2 separate regions of the Sus scrofa genome follow, and region 2 is linked to region 1. The links are chromatin contacts, called in public promoter capture Hi-C maps. All regions are on one chromosome and are shown on one strand. Each heading gives the region's core, a stretch centred on a gene start, on an enhancer-like site or on the middle of the called end of the contact. The rest is flanking DNA. Distances are from core to core; before and after follow the strand shown.

Region 1 (4,085 bases), core at 986-3,485:
TACATTTACATTAGTAAGATTCCACACACACCTATCACAAGAGTTGTCCCAAATAAGCCATGTGAAATGTGAATACCATAACATACAACACAATGGTGGGCTTGGACCCTCTTCCTCCTGTATTCCTAGGAGGAACCTTTCAGATTAGAGCCTTACACAACACTGGAACCCCTGAGGTCACTGCCCCACCTAATCTACAATACGGGGACTATGCATCAAAGCCCCTCCTGATCCCAAAGCTCTCCTAGATGGCATTAAGGATCAGTGCTAATATCTCAGGAACCTTTCAGATTCTCTGGAAGGCAAACACGCAAATGGAATTCAAGAAATTACACTCTGACTGATGCAAAAGACACCAAGGCTACATTTTTCACATCACTTGTTTTATCCTCTAATATTTCAGTCTTGGGAACCTCTGCGGCACCAGTTACTGCAAAAATCCTGCAAGATCTTATATACTTTGTGCCTAGTCCACCCCCAAAGTCATAAAAAAAAATGTATACAACATTTGTTAAAGACAATTACCACCACGGCTACTCTAATAGGGCCTGTAGACCAGGAACAACAGAATTACTTATGATATAGAAATCAGAGTCTTAGAGCATAACTTCTCTATATCTACCAAAACTGTACAATCCAACATGAATTCTAAAAATGCTAAGCTAAAGCCTACTGCTAAAAGTAATCAGCCAAACTCCTGTAAAAGAAAAGCAAAAGCCTCCATAGTGATAGAAACCTGAGTTACCTGGCCAAGCCCAAGAGGGTTTTTCCTTCTAGCCCCAGTACATTAAAAAATGATCTTAAGGGCCACTTCCTGGTCTCCCAGGAAATGCAGGGACTCATCTCTTACTTGGATGCTACTGCATCTTCCTACTGCTGAACCTGCTCCTGCCACAGGGAAAAATGACCCTTATGGCCAGCAACCACTCAGAGAAGATATGAGAACTCAATGAATCTTTCCCCCCACACACGGAAGGGGGCAGGGAAGATCCCTCTACAAACAGCAGCCTGGGTAGAGGAGCGTCTGAGAAAGCAACACCCTGAGGTTAACCCGGATGGTCTAGGTCACAAACCAACAGGCTGGGACCCCAGGTAGGGGGAAGAGACAGCTGAAGGAGGGCTATGGGGGGAATGGGAGAGAAAACAATCACCTCTAATTCACTACCAAAAAGCGGGGCTCTGGCTTGGTCAGAGACGCAGTGAGTACTCAGGCCCAGAAAGGTAAAAGAATCCACTCTCCACAAGATCGTCTTCCGTCAGCAGCGACCCCAGGAGGGATCCTGCAAAGACATGTTCACTCTCAGAACCGAAGAGGACTCTTTACGCGCCCTAGGCAGCCGGCTAGGGGCAAAGCAAGTCGAGGGATTCTCTCCGAAGCCGGGAAGGTGCTTCCAGCCGGGAGGAAAGCGAAGGACTTCCCGATCACCCAGAAGGCCGAGACACTGGCGACACGGGATCCCCGAATCATACCCCGGACACCAGTTGCTCCACAGCCTTTCCCTCTCCCCTCCCCCGCGCCGGGAGGGCTTCCCGGGGGTCGGGGGTCTCCCGGGAAGGAAAAGGCAAGCGAGCTCTGTCAGTAGCAGCAAGGGTCGAAGAGCTGGAGCGGGAACTGAGGAAAAGCTCTGGTCTCAGCTCCCATCTGCTCCCTCCGCCCAGGCCTCACGAAAGCCTCGGCCTCACGTACCGAACGCCGCCGGGCTGCCCGACCTGCCCCGACCCGGGCCCGAGGGGCGAGAGGCCGAGATGGCAGCGGCCCTTGGGGGCAGGTGAGCGTCCGACGGGTCCCCCAGAACCCGGCAGGAGAGAGGCAGTAGGGAGGGGGAGGGTCCCGGGCCCACGCGGCCTCCACCACAGCCCGTGCCGTGGACACTTACGTTGCTCTGGGGGTCGATGGCCTGCAGCAGCCGGTCCCTGATCTGCTGCGGAGACGGCGGAGCCGCTGTCATTGCCTGGGCGAGGCGGGGGGGGAGCGGCCGGGCCAGCGGGCGGGCGGGCTGAGGTGGGGGACGGGGGTCACTCACTCGCCGGCCTCCGGGAGCGGAGCCTCATGTTCCCCGCGGCGCCGGAGAAAGTGGGGGCGCGCGGGGTGGCAGAGGGGGAGCCGGGGCCGGGGCTCAGGCCCGGGGCGCCGCCGCCACCGGAGGAGGAGGAGGAGCCGCCGGAGCCTCTGCCGCTGCTGCCGCCGCCTCGAGAACCAAACTCCAGTGAGCTACCCTCGCGCGGAGCACTCTGGGTAACCCGCGCCGCACGCAGCGTCGGCGCCACGCTGAGGAGGTTGGGAGATGGGGCGGGCAGAGACGCCGAACCTGGGCGGGGCCACGCGCGGGCCCGGCCCCATACCCATACGCATGCGCGCGCAGGCGCACTCGCCCCACCGCTTGGTTCCTCCCCGCCGCCCGGCCAAGGGAGCCGTTGGGAGGCGGTTGGGCGGGGCAACGGCCACCGCCTGCAGGCCCCGCCCCCGCCCCGGCTTGGGGGCCGAGGTCTCCGACCGAAACGCTAGGTGGGCGCCGAGTCCTTGAACTCCGGCGCTGTGGGAGGCCGTATCAGAGCAGCCGAAGGACCTCTCCTCGGGGAGAAAAGCTTTCCCTGTTCTGATGGAGGTGATGGAAATCGCGGGCAGGAGAAGCTGCCAAGTTTTCTGAGCCTGGGGTCTTTCACAAGCCCTCTATTTGCGTTTCTGAGGGCCAGGGGAGCAGACTTCCCCGTAGTGAATTTGTGCGTGTAAGGGTCAGTTGAGCGTGCGGGAACACTCCAGCCCCTCCCCCTCCAGAGGGCGTTGATACGAGCACGGGTCTGCAGCGCCTCGGGCCGGGATCCCGAAAATGTGCGATAGCCAAGCGCCCCGCATGGGAGCCGCCGCCCCAGCTAGGAAAGCCCCAAAGCCAACCCCTGAGCTGACACCAGCGTTGCAAGCCTGTATCTACGCCAAGCTCGCAACGTTGGAGTCAACCTGCCCAGACATTTGGGGCTGGGATCACTCTGTTGTAGGGCCTGTCTTGTGCATTGCATGATGTTCAGCAGCATCCCTGGTTTCTACCCACTAGATGCCAGTAGCACCCTTTTCCCCCGCCTGGGACAGCCAAAAATGTCTCCAATCACTGCCAGAGGTCCCTTGGCTGGCAAAAATCGACTCCTGTAGAGAATCCCTGGTTTAAAAGAAAGACCCTTCAGTCCTCATTCTCTCAATCTCCACTACAAAGAAGGAAACTGAGGCCCAAGGTCATCCAGAGTTCTAGGTCAAGCCCAGAATTGTTAACTGTCAAGTCTAAGCCGACCCCCGCGCCTTCTTTCATTGCTGTCTCCTCTGGAAGCTCTGCTAAATACTCAGTTATGTGACGGGATGAAAGGGCAGGCTGAGTGGATTATTAGTCGCAGCCTCGGGAGAAATAACTTTTTTCGTTTGTTACAGGAAGACCTAGATTTAAAACAGGAGAGAGGCAGCTGATGAAAACCACATGTGCGCCTTGGATCTGTGCTACACCTGTTAGTCTTGCATTTGTCATGTTTCTGGGAAGCATTTTTATTTACAAAAACGGCTGTTTCCACACGTGGTTGTGGTTGCCTGCTTCTGCACATGTGAAAACTTTTACATCACCCTTGTAGGAGAAAATAAATATGGGCAAATAATTTACTCTCTCTCCTAGAATGAGATGCTTTGTTTACCTGGTCCAGGTTGGAAACGGGCCCATTTGGAGATATTCCTTATCTCACTTCAGATAAGCAAAACAAGCACGCCTCCAAGCATCCCGTTCCAACCTCTCTTTTTTTTAATTTCTGACTCATATAATATTAATATATGTATTAATATTAATAATGTATATATATTAATCAAGGGTTACAAAGAAATAATTTGTTTCATAAGGGTCAGGTTATTTAAGAAAAATCTAAAAAGCACTCTACTTACTTGCTTTTTATTTACTTTTTCTTTTTAGGGTTGCACCTGCCGCATATGGAGGTTCCCAGGCTAGGGATCGAAACAGAGCTACAGCTGCTGGCCTCCACCCAAAGGCCTCATCTATGACCTACACCACAGCTGATGGCAACTCAGGATCTTTAAGCCACCGAGTGAAGCCAGGGAT
Region 2 (3,884 bases), core at 465-2,964, 54 kb before region 1:
ACAAAAAATACAAGATGCCAGAAGCCAACCACAGAGAAAACAGGCGCTCTGTCCAGCATGAAATGGATTCCAGCTGGGACTACAGGAGTTCCACTTCCACTTAAGGACACAGGGCAAGGCTGTCTCTGGCTGAAGCCACAACTTCTCTCGCCTCAAGCCAGGAAATACCCTGGCTTGGAATCTTAACAAACCCTGGATTGTGCCCAAAGCATCTTCCCTATGCAGCCCTGGGTTCTGCATGTTGCTTTCACTTCCATACCCAGACATTCACAATTCCTGGCTGTTTTTATTTCGAAGACTTTGCTGGGCTTTGCCAAAATCAGATTCCTCTGACTAGCATCTCATGTCTTCTGACCCTAGAAACCCCCAACCTGACCATTATCTCTTGCAAAGATGTGAAACTGTCAAGAGTTCTGTTCCAGCAAGGAGTCAGGTATTACAACCTTGACCCCACTGGAGCATCAGGGGATGTGTGGTCAAGATGCAACCAAGTTGTCCAAGTTGCCTATCAGCAACCCCATGCAGGAAATCAAAACTGGGCCTGAGATAGATGGCAGCATTCCAAGACCATAGAGCAAAGACAACTCAAGAATACACACCTCACACACCACCGCCCCAGCGATTCCAGAACAGTAGCAGCAAAAGCGCCTCCAGAAGTCTCTAAGCTGACTTCCTTATTTGACAGGAAGCCAGGCAGCCCATGCCAGGAACCTGTACCACGTCAGCAGCTGGGCAACAGCTGGGAGGCCCTTGGGCCCCTACCTGCCCAAAGCCCTTCTGGGTTACCTTGGTGCTCTGTTTCTCCTTCATGATGATCCGGGACAGGAGAACCACCCAGATGGGCATAGTAGCCTTGACTGCAAAGAGAGGCAAGGAGCGTTCAGGGAACCACTCTAGTCACTGAACCCACCCTGGAATTCGGTCTCAACTCCACTGGAAGGATAGAAAGGCTTGGCAGCCCCTCAAACTGCTTCAGCTCTTCTCTTTCTATGGGTTTTCCCCGCAACCCAACTGTTCTGCTCCGCCCTGCTCAGCTCCCAGCCATCTTCTCAGTCCCTTCCTTCCCGGAGACCCTTATGTGTGTCCCTTTCCTGCTAAAAGCGCTCTCAGCGCTTTCCAGAGAGAAGTGGACTTAGGGCCGCATTCCAGGTCGTCTGGCGCACTCCTACCCAAGCGCCGAAGCCCGGGGCGGCGTGCTCCCGGCCGCCTCCCCTCAGGCCAGCCGCGGCACCCACCGGTGTGCGCGTAGGACACAGGCACCTTCCAGATGCTGACGTGCGCGGACACTGACGCGAAGTACTTGCCGAAAGCGAGCGGCAGCACGTAACGCGGGTAGAAGCGCGGCGGCAGCAGCGGGCCGGGCGACGGATGCGGGCCGGGCCCAGGGCCCGAGACGGGCGGCGCGGGGGGCACGCGCCAGGCGCGCAGCAGAGGCGGGAGCCCCGCGCACAGCGCCAGGATGTGGCACAACGACACGGTCACGGGGAATGGAAAAGCACTCAGGATCACCTTGTTGACCACATTGCCGCCCGCGCTCAGCGCATACCACAGTAGGCACAGCGCCGCCACCCGCGCGCCCTCACGCGCCCCGCTGCCGCCGCCTGCAGCTCCTGGGCCACCGGCGCCCGCGCCCACTCCCACCGCCGCAGCCGCTGCCGCCATCCTTCCCAAGCGGCCGCCCCTTCCCGCCCGTCCGACGGCCCGACGCCGGGCGGAGGCGGGGCCGGCGGGGGCGGGAGCGGTGGCCTATAGCGCTTCCTATTGGTCATCGCTGCTTGCATCACCGCCGCGCGCCGACCGACGCGCCAGCCACCACGTAGCTAGCGCAGGCCGCGCCCCTTACTGGTGGGCTTCCGGAGAGGGCGGGGCTTGCCCCGGAAGCAGAGAGAAGGAACAGGGACTGATCCCAGAAAGTTCCTGGAGTTGTGGGCTAAGGCCGGGGACACGGGTCCGGAGCCCCAAGCACAAGCGGGCGAGAGGGCGGTAGCATTAGGGCCCCTCCACGTCGGCGTCCGTGAGCTGGCGTCGAGCTCGCGAGTCAAACCTCGGTGTCTGCGCTGCATCGGCGCCCTCCAGCTAGATTCCTGATGGCCGGGCCGGACACCAAAGGTAAAAGACCAGACCTTTCGGGGAGAGAAACCGAATTGTGAAGACGTCTCCATGGGCAAAATTCTTTCTTCAAACTGGGAACGAACTCCCTTGGCCGGAATCCAACAGAGGGGCCAGCTCACAGCGCCCGAGGGAACGTTCTGGGAACCACCGCGATGTGCACTCAGGTTGGGTATTATCTTCATTTCATAGACCGACAGACCAAACCCAGAAAAGGGAAGCGACGTGGCTTAAGTCCTGCGAACAATTTGGGAGTCACGGTAATGGCAGCATCCGTGGGCACCTATCCCAAGGGTTTGCTGGAGGGAGGGGCGTGGTGCCGGCCCGGACTGCTTGATGCACCAAGAACTGGCGGGGATAGAGCAGCCCCAAGGAAAACAAGACGGTGTTTTCAGCAAGTTGATCTTCTGTTACTAAAGGACTTTGTACTTACAACTTTGCGGGGTGGGGGTGGATGGAGTGTTAAAAATTCCCTTCCATTGTGTTCTTAGCAAAGAACAAAGCGGCAACCCAACTTGGTCTCCAAAATATTGGTGGGAAGTCTTAGCCGTGTGTTCTCAAAGGCAAGCAGTATCTGTACCCCAGGGCTTACTAGGTACTCAAGAGCTGGAGATGTGGTCCCTGCATGGGTGGGGGAACAGTCACCTCCCCCAAAGCGTAGGTATGAGATAAAGAGATGATCCTAGGACACCAACCTGAAATCCTAATATGTTCCAGCTGTGTCTATGATACTTTGTCACAGACTAATATCCTTGGGACCTGTGATCAGCTGGCCACATTGCAGGTGAGAAAACAGGTACAGTGGAATTAGGAAAGTAGTTACTCCGCAGCACAAATGGTACTGCTGATATGCTTTTTTTTCCCCCTTTGGTCCTAAATTTTGACCATTTTTTTAGTCCTCACAGCTCTGGAGTAGCACTTGCATATCATACAGCTGGTAGATGGCAGGGGCAGGGTTCAACTTCGGACTGCCCTTAAAGCCACTTCACCCACTTTTTAGGAGTCTTTTTCAAAGCTATGTCAGAAATCTCCACTGGCTTTGAAACTATGCTTCAGGGTTGACTGAATGTCCCTAGACCTCTTGGTTTGCTCTGTGGGGCTACCCCTCTAAAGGGGTAGTTGCTTTCTCATCTGTGAAATTAAGTTGCTCCTCACCTTGAAACAAGATGACCTATTCCAGAGTGGAAAAACAAGAAAACAGAAGTCTTAGCTTATGGTTTCAGGGACAAGGGGGAAGAACTAAAAGGCTATCACTTTATAGTTAAGGGAGGGAAAAAAAATTTTTTTTGTTTAAGTCAACCCCATCCAGATACTAAGATAGCCCTAGGCCTGCATGGGAAGCTAGCAGCCTGGAGCCAGGGCCCAGCCTGGAGCCTGGAGCCAGACAAGAGTTTTGAACCATGTGGTATAAGAACTACAAATATTTTAGGGGATAGGACAAGGTCACTGAAACTTGAATTGCAGAGCCTGCTGGGGGGGGGGCTTCTCTGTCTGAGAAAGGTGAGGTATAGATGGAGACAGATGTGGCCCTTCAGTTTGTCACCCAAAGCTAAGAGGTGACCTGATGTGGGAGAAGCATCGTGGCCCTGAAAGCATGAAAGGCAAGGTAGGGGTCAGTCTCCAGGTGGAAAGCTAACAGGCTGACTTGGCAACTTTGCCCTGCCCTCCTCCCCACAGTCTGGCTACTCAGGGTCCATGTCTACTTGGCTAATCCAGAAAGGACTATAATGGCTATAAAGGACCAAATTAAAAACAATTCTCAGACTGGTTTGTGC

What was found. Promoter capture Hi-C pulls out the DNA fragments that hold promoters and counts their contacts.
Region 2: a contact with region 1 is called in a promoter capture Hi-C map of liver, with 5 times the contacts expected there. The contact joins the promoter of SLC35E1 here to the promoter of MED26 in region 1. A contact is called at or near these places in 1 of 5 promoter capture datasets (liver), 15 of 47 Hi-C or Micro-C datasets (blood, embryonic fibroblasts, epiblast stem cells and 5 more) and 2 of 2 datasets of contacts at active chromatin or transcription factors (alveolar macrophages and skeletal muscle).

The regions. Positions count from the first base shown.
Region 1 is chr2:60,982,383-60,986,467 of Sscrofa11.1, reverse strand. It overlaps MED26 (mediator of RNA polymerase II transcription subunit 26), which reads right to left and starts at 2,235. Exons shown (of 3, transcript XM_003480761.4): 1 at 1,878-2,235. The coding sequence starts at 1,949. It overlaps LOC102160178 (a long non-coding RNA gene), which reads left to right and starts at 2,400. Exons shown (of 2, transcript XR_301790.3): 1 at 2,400-2,606; 2 at 3,416-3,637.
Region 2 is chr2:61,035,655-61,039,538 of Sscrofa11.1, reverse strand. SLC35E1 (solute carrier family 35 member E1) reads right to left here and starts at 1,714. Exons shown (of 6, transcript XM_003123474.6): 1 at 1,236-1,714; 2 at 787-857. The coding sequence starts at 1,662. It overlaps MED26 (mediator of RNA polymerase II transcription subunit 26), which reads right to left. Exons shown (of 3, transcript XM_003480761.4): 3 at 3,878-3,884.